Linked DNA regions of Mus musculus: region 2 is linked to region 1. Evidence: chromatin contacts called from public HiChIP or PLAC-seq data. All regions are on one chromosome and are shown on one strand. The core of a region is the stretch at or near the end of the contact, and the rest is flanking DNA. Distances in the headings are between cores, read along the strand shown.

Region 1 (3,865 bases), core at 884-3,383:
CATGCTCCACTATGTTTATAGCAGCCTTATTTATAATAGCCAGAAGCTGGAAAGAACCCAGATGTCCCTCAACAGAGGAATGGATACAGAAAATGTGATACATTTACACAATGGAGTACTACTCAGCTATTAAGAAGAATGAATTTATGAAATTCCTAGGCAAATGGATGGACCTGGAGGGCATCATCCTGAGTGAGGTAACCCAATCACAAAAGAATTCACACAATGTGTACTCACTGATAAGTGGATATTAGCCCAGAAACTTAGAATACCCAAGATATAAGATACAATTTGCTAAACGCATGAAACTCAAGACAAACAAAGACCAAAGTGTGGACACTTTGCCCCTTCTTAGAATTGGGAACAAAACACCCATGGAAGGAGTTACAGAGACATAGTTTGGAGCTGAGACAAAAGGATGGACCATCTAGAAACTGCCATATCCGGAGATCCATCCCATAATCAGCTTCCAAACGCTGACACCATTGCATACACTAGCAAGATTTTATCGAAAGGACCCAGATGTAGCTGTCTCTTGAGAGACTATGCTGGGGCCTAGCAAACACAGAAGTGGATGCTCACAGTCAGCTAATGGATGGATCACAGGGCCCCCAATGGAGGCGCTAGAGAAAGTACCCAAGGAGCTGGGGTGGTCTGCAACCGGATAGGTGGAACAACAATATGAGCTACCCAGTACCCCCTCCCCCAGAGCTCTTGACTCTAGATGCATATGTATCAGAAGATGGCCTAGTCGGCCATCAGTGGAAAGAGAGGCCCATTTGTCGTGCAAACTTTATCTGTCTCAGTACAGGAGAACGAGGGCCAAGAAGTGTGAGTGGGTGGGTGGGGAATGGGTGGGGGACTTTTGGGATAGCATTGGAAATGTAAATGAAATAAATACCAAAAAAAAAAAAAAATGAATAGAAATAGTCCAGGAGTTACTAGCCTCAGGCATATTTCCTCAACAAGTATATAAAGCAGCCACATTCTTTAAATTATCACAAGAACAGTTTCTAGACCACCTAGCAATGTTATTCAGGTTTACCTCCTCTATCTTCAGCACCATTGTCTTTTATGTTCCTCCTAAGATGGCCCATTTATCATGCTTAAAACATTCAACTAGTTTTCTAGCCCAAAGTCCCAAAGTCTTCAGCATTCCTTAAATAAATAGCATGGTCAGACCTACCACAGCAATAACCTGATCTCTAGTACCAGTTTCTGTCTTAGTAGTCTATTGCTGTGAAGAGACACTATGTCCACAGCAACTCTTATAAAAAGAAAGCATTTAAGTGAGCTTCCTTCATGTTTCAAAGGTCTAGTCCATTTTCATCATGGCAAAAATCATAGAGTCATACAAACAGACATAGTGCCAGAGAAGTAGCTGAGAGTTCCATATCCTGATAGCTGGCAACAGGAAGAGAGAGACACTGGACCTGGCTTGTGATTTGAAACCTTAAAGTCCAACCTTCAATGACACACTTTCTCGAACAAGGTAGTATCTGCTAATCTTGCTCAAGTAGTGCCACGTCCTATTGAACAATTATTCTAATCTATGAGCCTATAGGGGCCATTCTCATTCAAACCACTACACACAGTGAAACAGAGGGGGGCAGAAATGGAACTTATGCAGAAACCAAGGGTTTCAGGCAGCCAACAAAAGACATGGAATAGGGAACCTACCTCAAGGAATCTTGAGAGTGTAAGACACTGACCTTTTGTCAATGGTACTTACTTTGAGATGCCCAAAGAGATATGCAGATCTATGCAAAACAAAGAGGTTTATTTTTGGGTATATCAGGGTCGACCTTCAATTAGTCCATCAAGGCAAGTTACTAAGAAAGTGACCCCAAACAACTATTATGAGCAGTTTTTATATTTTTTAGGTTCACAGGTTTCATCAGCAAGGTTATAGTTCAAACTTGTTGTCTAAGCATATAGACCTTTAAATCTATTGGCTAGCAAGCATGACAGGCATTTGAACTCTACCTGAGACTTTCCAGAGGCTCAAGTAATTATCAGTCAGTACATTCTGAGATTGTTTTACTCAGGAATGTTCCTGTGGGTGGAGAATGGAACTTGGACTAGCCTTGACTCCAGGCAGGAGGGGGAAGTGTTAAGGAGGGTGTGGGACTGGAAAACCCCTTAGGGTCCCTCAAGGAAATCAACACAGCTGACATCCTAATGGTGAGCTTCAGAATGTCTGTAATGAGAGAATAAATTCCTGTTGGTTTAAGCTGTGAGGAGTGCGGCAATTTGTTAAGGTATATACAGGAGATTTGTGCTGAAGGAAGGGAAACAGCATCGTGACAGAACACAAGCCTTGATGCATAGCAATTTCAGTTCATGATAATCTGGAGATTCAACCTGGGTAGCAGCTCAGATGTCTTCTGACAAGCTATAAAAATCAGATTTTGTGGCAAGAAAGGAGGATCACTGAATATCAGTATGATTTCTGTGTTGGGATGGAAATAAAAGACAAAAAGTCTGACAAAGAAACTGTCATAGTAGCTTAAGAGAGAACAGCTGGAATAATGATTGACATCAGGGCTTGAAAACAAAAGAGCAGAAATAAATAACATAATAGATAGATAGTGTCAGCACAGGAAGTAGTTTGTGGCTGTTGCTATTCCAGAGAAAATAAGCAGGGATTTGTACTTTAATGTTTCAAAGTAGCAAATTGTCTGGTTTATATATCGCTCCAACTGGCAAGCGGCACTTGCTGTTTGTAAAATATAAAGAATCATAAAATTCTACAAAGTTGTTATGAGAGACCAAATCTTTTTTGATTTTTTTAAAAAAAGATTTATTTATTTATCTATTTAAAATCTATTTATCTATCTATTTATTTATTTATCTATTTATTTAATGTATATGAGTACATCATTGCTTTCTTCAGACACACCGGAAGAGGGCATCAGATCCTATTACAGATGGTTGTGAGCCAACACTTGGTTTCTGGGAATTGAACTCAGGACCTCTGGAAGATCAGTTGCTGAGCCATCTCTCCAGCCCCGAGAGACCAAATCTTAAATTCAGACTTCATTTCAGAAAACTTGAACTCAGGTAAACTAAAAGGCATTAGTTTTCAATTTACTCCCCAACAAAACCTAGAAACTCCAGTTTCTATAGCTAATCCCCAACAAATCCAGCATTTCCAGGTTAATTTCAACAACCCTGTCCCCCTGACTAATAACCATCAACACAAAGAGAAGTGAAGTGAAGTTTATGGTTTGACTCCCAGTATCAGTCAGTTTACACTAAAGGACATGGTAGCTCTCCAGTTAGATGCTTGCCAGGCTAGAAACACCCACTGGCCTCTTGCTGCTTTCTATAAAACTTTAGATATTCCCTACTCCTTTCTACCAAATTTGTTCCACATGTTGGCAGTGGCCTGGGGAACCTGAGCTAGTGGAATAAAGATCCTGCTGTGATTTGCATCAGATCAGCTCCTGTCCACTTTGGGGGGTTCACTAATACAACAGTTAAACTATTTGTTACACACTTACCTTTTTATATACGTAATATCTTCCTTTACCGTCTTTCCTTGAAAAATATTAGTGATTGTTTTCTGCCAAACAACTGCTGCAGATTTTTTTCTATGCCCCCTGTGCCCCCTGAGAGGCGTTGATGAGTTTTGGCATGGAGTATGCTGCTTGATTCTACTGGAGCTCTCACAGAGGTGCTCTTAGCTTGAATTGTATTATTCATAGAATTTCAGATGAAGTACTTTCTCTAAATTACAGAACACGAAAATACTGGCATGGATATGTGTCTTCCATGCTCTCATGGCTTGCCTTGCTCGCAGCATTTGCTGCAAATGATTTATGGGTATTTATATGCTAGAGAATTAAGGAGAAAACCCTAT
Region 2 (3,865 bases), core at 754-3,253, 810 kb before region 1:
TCTGGTGTTTACTGATGGCTCCTCTAAAGGGCAAGCTGGATATCTTATAAATAATCAACAGTTAATCATAAAGACTCCTGGCTTCTCAGCTCAATTAGCAGAATTAACAGCAGTACTGAATGTCTTTCAGTCTGTAAATGAGGCTTTTTAATATTTTTACTGATAGTTTATATGTTGCACAATCGGTACCCTTATTGGAGACCTGTGGTACATTTAACTTTAATATACTAGCAGGATCCCTGTTTTTTACAATTGCAAAACATCATTCCTGCCCGAAAACATCTGTTCTACATTGGCCACATACAATCTCATTCTGGTCTTCCTGGACCTTTAGCAGCAGGCAATGATTGCATCGACAGAGCTCTAATAGGAGAGGCCTTAAATTCAGATGCTGTTGCTTTGGCCAAACGTGATCATGAAAAATTTCATCTCTCTAGCCATACCTTAAGGCTCCGACATAAGATCACTAAGGAACAGACAAGAATGATTGTAAAACATGTCCTAAATGTATTACATTATCTCCAGTGCCACATTTAGGAGTTAATCCACGAGGTCTTATGCCTAATCATATTTGGCAAATGGATGTAACTCATTATGCAGAATTTGAAAATTAGAATATATACATGTTTGTATTGACACTTGTTCAGGATTTCTTTTTGCTTCTCTGCATACTGGAGAAGCCTCCAAAAATGTAATTGATCATGGTCTACAAGCCTTTAATGCAACGGGATTGCCTAAACTTATTAAGACAGATAACGGGCCATCCTATTCTAGCAAAAAATTTACATCATTTTGTAAAGAATTTGGCATCAAACATAAAACTGGAATTCCTTATAACCCCATGGGACAAGGAATAGTTGAACGTGCTCATCACACTTTAAAAAATTGGCTTTTTAAAACAAAACAGGAGCAGTTATATCCCCCAAGGTCACCAAAGGCACATCTTGCCTTTGCTTTATTTGTTCTAAATTTTTTGCAAACTGATGTTAAAGGTTAGTCTGCAGCGGATCGCCACTGGCATCCAGTTACTTTTAGTTCTTATGCCATGGTAAAGTGGTGGGATCCATTAACTAACGGATGGAAGGGTGCAGACCCAGTCCTAATCTGGGGAAGGGGCTCGGTCTGTTTTTTCACAAAAAGAAGACGGAGCTCAAAGGCTGCCTGAGAGATTAGTTCATCAACTGGAGACAGATCCCAAATCTTCCAGTAAGTATGACTCTAACCTTGATTATAGCTAAAGATCCTCTTTAGCCTAAAAGTTAATGTGGAGCACAGCCTCCTCTCCCAGAAAGTTACAGCCTTTCTGTGATTCTCAAAGTCACCTCCCCCACACCAGGAGCTCATAGTCTAAGCTTGATCATTGCTAATTTGCAATTGAATCGAGTACCTGGACTTCCCCAAAGAAGCTTTTGTACTGTTGCTTTTCACTGTCTCCCATTGTTTTTCAAGCAGGTTAGTCAAAGCCCCTCAGCCTGACTGCAGCAGGTGTGCAGCCTTGTCTCCAACAGCTCAGGTGGCAGTTATTAATCTTCATGAAGAAGCATTCTAAGTATATATTGTGGCTTTGGTCTGAATTGGGAATAGGATGTGCTATGAGGGCCGGACAGTCAAAGATGGGCACCCAGATCTCTGAACCATACCAATTTAAGACAGATGTACATGCCAAAAGGCTGTGGCTGTTGATAACACACCACGGAGCCATGTTTTGTGTGAAATAAACACAAACAAGCTGTATGTAGCCTCCAAGACGTAATTAGATGGTTCGGGATGATCTAAGATTTCCTAAGACAGGTGCAGCCGCCAGCCACCATAACTCCCAGGCAGGACTATAGAGCATAAATACATTTTATGCCTCAGTCCAGTTTTTTTTTAATATTAATAACAGGGGGGGAATTGTAGCCCCCTCCCCCATCCTGAAGCAGGCTGAGTCAGACCTTGACCTTGCTGCCACTAAGATTACCTAGGGTGGAGCCTTCCTCCCTTGGTCTCTCTATTGTTCAGCCACTGCTGCTGTTCTCCTTCAAGCTACCTGCTGAGAGGCCCCTGAGGTATTTGGCAGACTACACTCTATCCTGCATGTCATCACCTGCAGCTGGTTCCAGGCTCCAAGAATGAATTGGCAGGAATGGGCCTCTCTCTCCCCCAACCCCTTTAATAGCACATTTGCTATTAAACATTTGAGCTTTGATCAGGAATCTTGACTTAGCTCCATTTATCTCTCGACTGCCTAGTTCCCCTCTCCTTCTAGTGCTGGCTTGCCTCTCAGGTGAAACCCGGCCATGTGACCAGTGGGTTGGCTTCCAACAATTTTTATTGCCATTTTATAGATAGTATTCTCTTTTATCATTACAAGTGTTAAATATTGAATCAGTTATCGATCCATATGACTGTGATGAGTTCTTACTTAGATTCTGTGTGGTGGTTTATATTGTTGACATTTTGCATTTCAAAAAGTTTTTGTTAGCAATCTGATTTAAGAATGTATATTTAATATTTATTGTTAAATTTGATTTGATTAAATAGAATCGACATTTGGAACATTATAAGTCTTCAATCCAACTGTGGACATTTTGGGCCTTTAATTCTGAAGGATGTTGGTATGTCTTCGATTTTATGTAAAACCTTTGATCCTGTTTTAAGGGTAATCCTGTCAACAAATTAAAAGGTGAAAGTGCCCTGCTCTAAATATTCAGAAACAGCTAGATTTCATCTGTGAAAACTGAGTAGAAAATTTTCATTTGGGAATATTTTAGACTTAGATTTTAATTCTCATTTATATTTATATTCATATCTATATTTATTTATATATTTATATTTATAGGACTGTTTAAGTCATCTACTCCTGAAGTGAGACTTTTGCAGTTTGTGTTTTTTATATTATTTCTATTTTATTATTTTAAACATTTTTAGGTTCCATGGCTCTGTCAGGTTGTTTCTTGGTACATCTTCTCTCCTTTTCTTCATTTATCTAGCTAGTGTCTCATAGCATGTTCAGTTTTCTGATCCATTGACTTATTTTCTTTATTTGTAGGTGTAGAGTCTATTTCTGCTTTTATCACTGACATCTCTGCTGTTCCTCTTCTCCAGCTTATTTGGTATTCTGTCCTTAAACAATGATAATGAGCTTTGGGAGTATCTAGTGAGGGTGAGCGTCTTTACTTTTGTGTCTGATGTCATTTGTCTCCCAAGAATTCTGATGTTTTGTTTTAAATTTCATTTATTCACAAATATTTTCCTTCTCATTTGGTATTTGACACTTGTATATTTATATGTGCATCGCTTAGAGATTTTCCAGATATGTTTTGTAACTTTATATTTTTATTGTACATTTGTGTTCATTTGTATGATTTAGACATATTCCTTTTCAATTTATTATTTTATAATTTCATACTTATACATAAAATGTTATCACATTTACAGTCCAACAACCTCTCCTATTTCCTCTTCCATTCTTGCTGAACGTCTTCTTTCTAACATCTCCCTCCTTCTTTCATATTTGTTTATTTAACTTTAATTTCTTTAACTAGGACCCACCATGTGAGCTTGGTGAGGTGTTATTTACTTGAGGAAGAACACTGTAACAGCGCTTATTCCACTAAGGATTTTCCCTCTCTGTGTGTAACCATTAGCTATATTTATCTCAGCAGGGCAGAGCCTCAAGATGAAACGTTGATAAGTCCAATCTTGTGTATGTCCTATGCAGTTAATCAAAGCTTCCCTGTGTTCCTCAGTGGAACGGCCACACCATATTTAGACAACTGCTGTATTATCTGTCTCTCAGTGTTTTGTTTTTTTTTATTTTATGTTGTTTTGTTCTGCCAGCTCTTCTGAGATATTCTTCAGACATACAGGCATGATATAGATC

Evidence for each region. HiChIP or PLAC-seq counts read pairs in DNA pulled down with a chosen protein or histone mark.
Region 2: an H3K27ac HiChIP or PLAC-seq map of embryonic stem cells shows a contact between it and region 1, with 6 times the contacts expected there. The contact joins two enhancer-like sites. A contact is called at or near these places in 1 of 484 Hi-C or Micro-C datasets (embryonic stem cells) and 3 of 115 datasets of contacts at active chromatin or transcription factors (embryonic stem cells and epiblast stem cells).

The regions. Positions count from the first base shown.
Region 1 is chr11:27,220,374-27,224,238 of GRCm38.p6, reverse strand. No RefSeq gene overlaps it. Among named protein-coding and RNA genes, the nearest start is that of Gm25387, 97 kb to the left of the region's middle. Within about 2 kb of position 2,133, at least 9 of the 459 cell types and tissues checked have an H3K27ac peak or open chromatin away from gene starts, as enhancers often do. A contact at or near this core is called in embryonic stem cells, where this site is marked.
Region 2 is chr11:28,033,884-28,037,748 of GRCm38.p6, reverse strand. No RefSeq gene overlaps it. Among named protein-coding and RNA genes, the nearest start is that of Ccdc85a, 550 kb to the left of the region's middle. Within about 2 kb of position 2,003, at least 10 of the 459 cell types and tissues checked have an H3K27ac peak or open chromatin away from gene starts, as enhancers often do. A contact at or near this core is called in embryonic stem cells, where this site is marked.